2 separate regions of the Anas platyrhynchos genome follow, and region 1 is linked to region 2. The links are chromatin contacts, called in public Hi-C maps. All regions are on one chromosome and are shown on one strand. The core of a region is the stretch at or near the end of the contact, and the rest is flanking DNA. Distances in the headings are between cores, read along the strand shown.

Region 1 (2,875 bases), core at 252-2,751, 380 kb after region 2:
GCTAAAATCATACATGCAGATGCTTAATACCATAGCCTATCCCAGCTTTCAGATCCACTGAACATCCCTGCAGAAGTGTTTTTTTCTTGCATCCTCTCAGCTCTATCACCAGCGAGATCTTCTTTCAGTCCCATGCTAGTCATTAAATAGCCATCTAACACCACCTGCTGGATTGTGAAGAAAAAAATTATACCAGCAACTTGCTGCCAGGGAGAAAGAAAGCAAAACATGAAGGTGCCTGGGGCTTGGCTTTGACTGGGGTCCCCACATCAACCCCACCCCACACCTTATTTTTTCTTTCCTCTTTTTGAAAGGCAAATCTGGGCTGCTGGCATTAATAGGCAACCGCAGGCAAAGACAAAAAGTCCTCTGCTCTGGATTGTACAAATTGTACAGGGGCTGTACCATACAATTATGCTTCAAGACAACTGCTGATCTGTAGTCCCGCTTTACCCCTTCCCGATTAAATAAAAAGAAAGTAACAGCAGAAAAAGAAGCTACCCTGAAAGCAAGCCTTCTGCAAACTCAGAATGCAATTTAAAAGGAGGAGCGCAGAAGGAGCTGGCACTCCGTTGAAAATCCAGGGCCTCAGCATGAGTCAGAAGCTGGGGATGCGGAGCCTGTGCAGTGAGAGGAAGCAGCCATTACTTAGCACAGACATCAATTCTTGGTTTCTTGCATCCTCTACAAAGGGTGAAGCACCAGTTATGTCACCAGCACGCAAACATGTATTTTTCACAGACTGCCAGGGATATTTTTAGCACCTAATTAGGCAGCTGCCACTGCTGCAAGAGGATAGCTTTTAATTGCTTATTTATGGCAGGAGACTGCACCCCCCTTTCTTGTTTCTTCAGGTCAAATTTATTTCACACATCACCTAGCTCCTCACAATACTGGATGGAGTGGCTAAGCTTTCTTCTTTCACCAAGGTGAAACACCAGCTTGGCTGAAATTAAATTGGATACAAAGCGTTCTGGAGGTTTGGAGTTTCCTACTTCCCACTCCTTTCCTCTCCCCACTGTTTTCCTATTTTCATGCTTAAATTAAGGATGAATCACGTTGAGCAGTTATTAGACATCAGGTAAGGTAAGGTCCTCATTGAGTCAGCAAGACGTGGTGGTAAAGGACAAATTATCCTTATTGAATCCTTACTCTATCAAGTCACTGAAAGTAATGCCAGGATTTTACCCTGGGTAGCTACCAACGCATCTCTTCCCTTATTCGAGTTTTCCTAAGCTCCAGGCTTTCTGGAAGCACCCAGATTTCAGCAAAGCAAATCTCGCAGCACTAACTCTGCGGGTTCAGATAATGCTGTAAAAGCTCCAAGGAGCTCTGACTCACAGGATCCCCACAGCAGTAAGGGGAAATAAAGGTCATGCCTCATGCATCAGTGCTGCCCAGAGTGGAAGCTTACCTTCTGTGACAGAGGCAAGTATGATGGTGAGATGAATTTGCTGATGCATTCCCAGGAGAGGGAGGGTAGGGTTTTGTGGCACTGTACAAGGCACTGGTAAGGCTGCCTCAGAAATGCTGCATGCAGCTCTGCTCACCAAGTTCAAGAGAGATGAATTTCAACTGGAGTCAGCACAGAAAAGGGCTCTAGGATGAACACAGCACAGAAAACCTACTGCATGAAAGGGGTGGGAAGCAACGCCAAATCTTTCCTTGGGTAGCCAGCAAAATTAAGGCTGGGACTGCAGTTTCAGGGTGTTTTATCTGCAGCAGCTTACTACCAGAAGGGCAGTCCTGCTCACCCCCATCCCACATTCTGGCCACCTCCTTTATATCGGAGGAGTGCAGTCAGGAGCTGGTGCAGCTCACCCTGCTGCTGCAGCACGGCTGGATTTGACAAAGGGAACAGCAGGACTGCGCAGCTAAGGGGAAAGCAAGCCTCTCCTCTTTCAGCAGAAGCAGAGCGTAAAACTGTCTTAAGAGGGCAATTTATGAAGTGCTGCTAAGTACAGCAGTTGCAAAAAAAAACACAGAAATGGCAAATAACAAAAGAAGAGACAAGTAATTTCAGCTAGGGGACAATGCCAGCCCAAGAATAAATCATTATAAATTGCCCATAAACACATTTGCGCTGGAAATAAGCTTTCTAAACATCAGCCTTCTCACTGGGCTGCTGGAAACAAAGCCTCAATTAATATGCCAATAAAATCTTGATCAGTTTATAAAATGGATTGTTTTCCTTCCAATGGCAGGGGACAGAGCAGGCACCTGAAGGCTCCTTCCAATCCTACATTCCTAGCTTGATTTTTTTTTTAAATCAGTCTTTCCAACTGAAAAAATATTGAAAACATTTAAAGGGCTCCATTAACTACGTTTTTTGCTGTGAGCAACATCAGAGGAAAAAAAAAAAAGCTCTAAGCAATTCAAACTGCAGATTCAAATAAATCCAGACAAAGCATTTTATTGCTTGCTAACCGAATATATCAGAAGCAGCGTGTCCCTTCTGGAGATTTGTCTTTTTCAGGGCAAAATTGGCTCAACTGACCAACATATGTTACAGAAATTGATTTATTTTTTTTTGGTCTGGTTATTTGCTTGTGCAGAGAGGATCTTTTATAGCAGGGGACAGCAAAGACCCGAGGACATTAAAACGCATCAGATCCGGAACACAACCAGCTTCCTGACTGCGAGCTACTCTTATGGAAAGAGTTATAGACACAGATCATCTGCAGACATGCATAGAGCTTATCCCACGGCTAAAATTCATTAGCCTAGAGACACTGCAGGGTTTTAAAGGAAGATGTTCAGCTGGTGAAACCCATTCCACAGGCACGGTGACATTTCACGGTGACTGAAAACCTGCCCCTGGACAATTTGGTTCCCTGATGCCTGACCACAAGCAGCCAGCTCAGCCCTTCAGCCT
Region 2 (3,143 bases), core at 6-2,505:
TTTTCTCTGACATCTCATGTGTTATAGAACACAGTTTGTTTCTTTCATACCTGCAAAGCAGCCAGCTTTCCCACTCGAGTATTCTTTCTCTTACCAGTTTCCTAAAATACAGTAAGAACACTGTGGTACCTGGAAGATGGTGGGAAAACAGATGTTACAGGAACATGTGCCACCTGATTAGGTAGGCACACGGCATCCTGAGAAAGAGATAAGTTACCAAACTTTTGGACACGGTGACTTTATACACCTGATCCATCTCAAACATTTTCAGAACATCTTTTCTTAGACACCATGAATTAAAAAATGAACAACTCCTTCCAATTAATTCAAATGTTGTTCTACAAGCCAGGTTTTAACCTTAGGAACCTAATTATGTTCTGAAAGCAAGGACTATTCTAGTAGAAAGCTTGGTAGACCCAGAGTACTGTGTTACTTACAGTCAGTAGAATAAGTTATGAATTATGATTGCATTAGTTGTAACATGTATATCTACTCAGAAAAAAAAAAAAAAAAGTTGAAAGTCATATAATGGGCACAGAAAGAAAAGTATAGTAACTTTTATTTGTTTCAGGTCAGCGTACTAGTGTTAGACCTTACACTTGGCTTGCACAGAGCCAGTGCACCGGAGACTTGTTTGGGTGCGTTGTAAAACCAGGCACATAACTGGAGGGGAAGCTAAGGTAAAAGAGAAATGTTTTGAAACATCGTGCAGTTGTCTGCTAGCTGTTGGAAAGCAGTTTTCGTTGACATCAGTTGACAGGATTTCAAATCAGTTCTAATGCATCTTGAGTGTGCATGTGTGACATATGGCTGCTGTGGACTGGTGGCAGTAAATGCCCTGAGAGAATCTCACTTGTTTCCCTCTCCAGAGGTGGTGTTTCACCTGGCTGCTGGAAGCAGTTAGTCTTTTAGGGTGCCTTGGATGTAATCACATGCAGAGACATACTGGAACATCATCTTGAAAATGTTAGTTTCTTTTTATTAATGAGTTTGTTGCACTCTGACACCTGAAAGAGTTCCAGATGTAGAAATCCACCATTTGCCAGAGAAGAATGGCCTCTACGTGCAAGCAATGATCATACAGGTACAGAGCCTTATTGCACTTAGGCTGTCTGGAGGTGCAGTTACATGCTTTTGTTTCCCTCTGTTCTTTAAAACCATTATTCTTGCCCCCGCAGCTCTCACAGCTGCAGAGTACATCACCAAGACTCTTTTCATAGCAGAGCAGACAAGTAATACTTCCGTCTTGCACATGTGGCTTTGTCTAATAGGACGTCATCTGGATGTCATCCAGCTTTGGTTTTGCGGATGTGCAGGCACACAGTGAGTGGAATTTGAGCTTCCAACTACTTTTGATTGAAAAACAGCTTTGATTCATCACTGGAAGAGACTTTTGGAAATGAATCTTAGGAAATAGGAAGCAAATCAGCCGTTTCTAGAACTTGACCACAGTGAGCCCTGGGTTGCTCATGGTCCAGTGTTATCGTGTTGTGATCAAGTTTTTGGCTGAAGGCATTATAAGGCAATACAGCTCCTGAGGAAGTTGTGGAGTATACCTTGGTTTACTGGAATTTCATTTGGGAACCAGTAATCTCAACCATACTGGACTAGCTCGTAAGATGGGATGATTTGGTGAAGAGTGGTCATTCAGAGATGAACATATAGACAGACAAAACTCTTTCCCATTTAATAGAGTTTCCTGAACAAGGGCACATTTATAGAATAACTTTTCCTTTAGTCATTTGCAAATTATGTACTTTTGCTTGCAAAACAGTTGCCCTTAAAAAAAATAGCAGTTTATTTTTTTAAACTTTTGTGGAAGAGATGAAAACCGCTCCCAGAAACTTCCTTAATGCTTGAGAAGATTTACTTCTTTGGTCTTCAAACAAGGGACAGTTTCACTGGGGTGCCAGCTGGTGATTACCCTGGTTTTTCATCTGCAGAGTAAGTGGCCTGAGTCTTTTTGTTGTAAGCTGGCATGACAGAAACAACCACAAAGACCGGTTTCCTTACTTAATGGCTGTCACTTGCAGCATTTCATTACAGGGAAAAATAAAACCTTGTATTGCATGGTGAGTCTTATACAAGCATCAGAAGTACGATAGCGTTTCTTTTTGAACCAATGTTTCTTAGTATTGCTGATTTCCTTCTTGGGCAGGTAGCCTATGCACGTGGCAGAAGATGTAGCTGATAAAATCACAGGATTTTGGGCCTGTGCAAGCCAAATGAAAACTGCTAAAAGAATGCAGCTATATTTGACTGAGCAATGTGAAACATTGTTCCAGGAATTGTTTTGGGTTTGATGCTGCCATCTTTGTGGCATTACTTGCTATACAAAATACCACCCTGCATATATAAAGTTGACAGGTTCAGAATCCATGGGATAAATTGCCTCCTACTCCAGCCAACTCTCGGCTGTGGCTTGCAGGAGTTGCCATCTCTCTAACAGTAATTTTAGATGCAGTGAGAGCTCTTCTGACTGATGTGTCTGAAGTAGCTGACAGCATGAAAGGCAAAGTGATCTAGTTATCTAATGAATGTATCATTACATAATGATACATTCCATATTAATCTCCCTTTATCACCCAGAATTGTCTCTCAGGATCCTTCAGATTATAGGTACAGTTGTTAATAACTTTGGCACATCTATTCTAATTATATGGGTTTGTTTGTTTTATTTTATTTTGCCAGAAACCAAAGAAATTCAGGGATTACTCAGTGAGCAACTGTCAGGAGTGAAAAGAAAAGTTGCCAACTGAAAGTTTGTAATAAAGGAATAATGGGATTTGATGATAGAGACAGTGGTTATTTAGAGAATTGTTCCAGGCAGATTTCATGTGGATAAAATTTATACTGAAGGATGTTGTATCAGAGGTTTTAATTTTGTTGAAAGCACATCTGGACTTGGGTTATTATAAGAACCCAACAGGTCTGTGTAGGACGTGGAGGAGTGCAGGAGGATGGGTGTTACCTTTGGACAAGAAGCATCCAAATTGACATTAAAAATCATGGAATTGGCATTTGGGTTGGAAGGGATCTCTTGGGGTTATCCAGTCTGGCCCCTTGCTCAAAACAGATCTAATTGGAGCAGGTACAGGAGTCCTGAACATCTCAGATCCTCTCCTCCCGGCAGCCTGTTCCAG

What was found. Hi-C and Micro-C count contacts between places; a contact is called where the count stands out from the background.
Region 1: a Hi-C map of F1 follicle shows a contact between it and region 2, with 3 times the contacts expected there. The contact joins two enhancer-like sites. A contact is called at or near these places in 6 of 8 Hi-C or Micro-C datasets (F1 follicle, liver, skeletal muscle and 2 more).

Annotation. Positions count from the first base shown.
Region 1 is chr1:88,563,975-88,566,849 of IASCAAS_PekinDuck_T2T, forward strand. No RefSeq gene overlaps it. Among named protein-coding and RNA genes, the nearest start is that of TBX19, 26 kb to the right of the region's middle. Within about 2 kb of position 1,502, at least 2 of the 8 cell types and tissues checked have an H3K27ac peak or open chromatin away from gene starts, as enhancers often do.
Region 2 is chr1:88,185,141-88,188,283 of IASCAAS_PekinDuck_T2T, forward strand. The region is part of intron 1 of NME7 (NME/NM23 family member 7); the gene reads left to right. Among named protein-coding and RNA genes, the nearest start is that of BLZF1, 3.3 kb to the left of the region's middle. Within about 2 kb of position 1,256, at least 2 of the 8 cell types and tissues checked have an H3K27ac peak or open chromatin away from gene starts, as enhancers often do.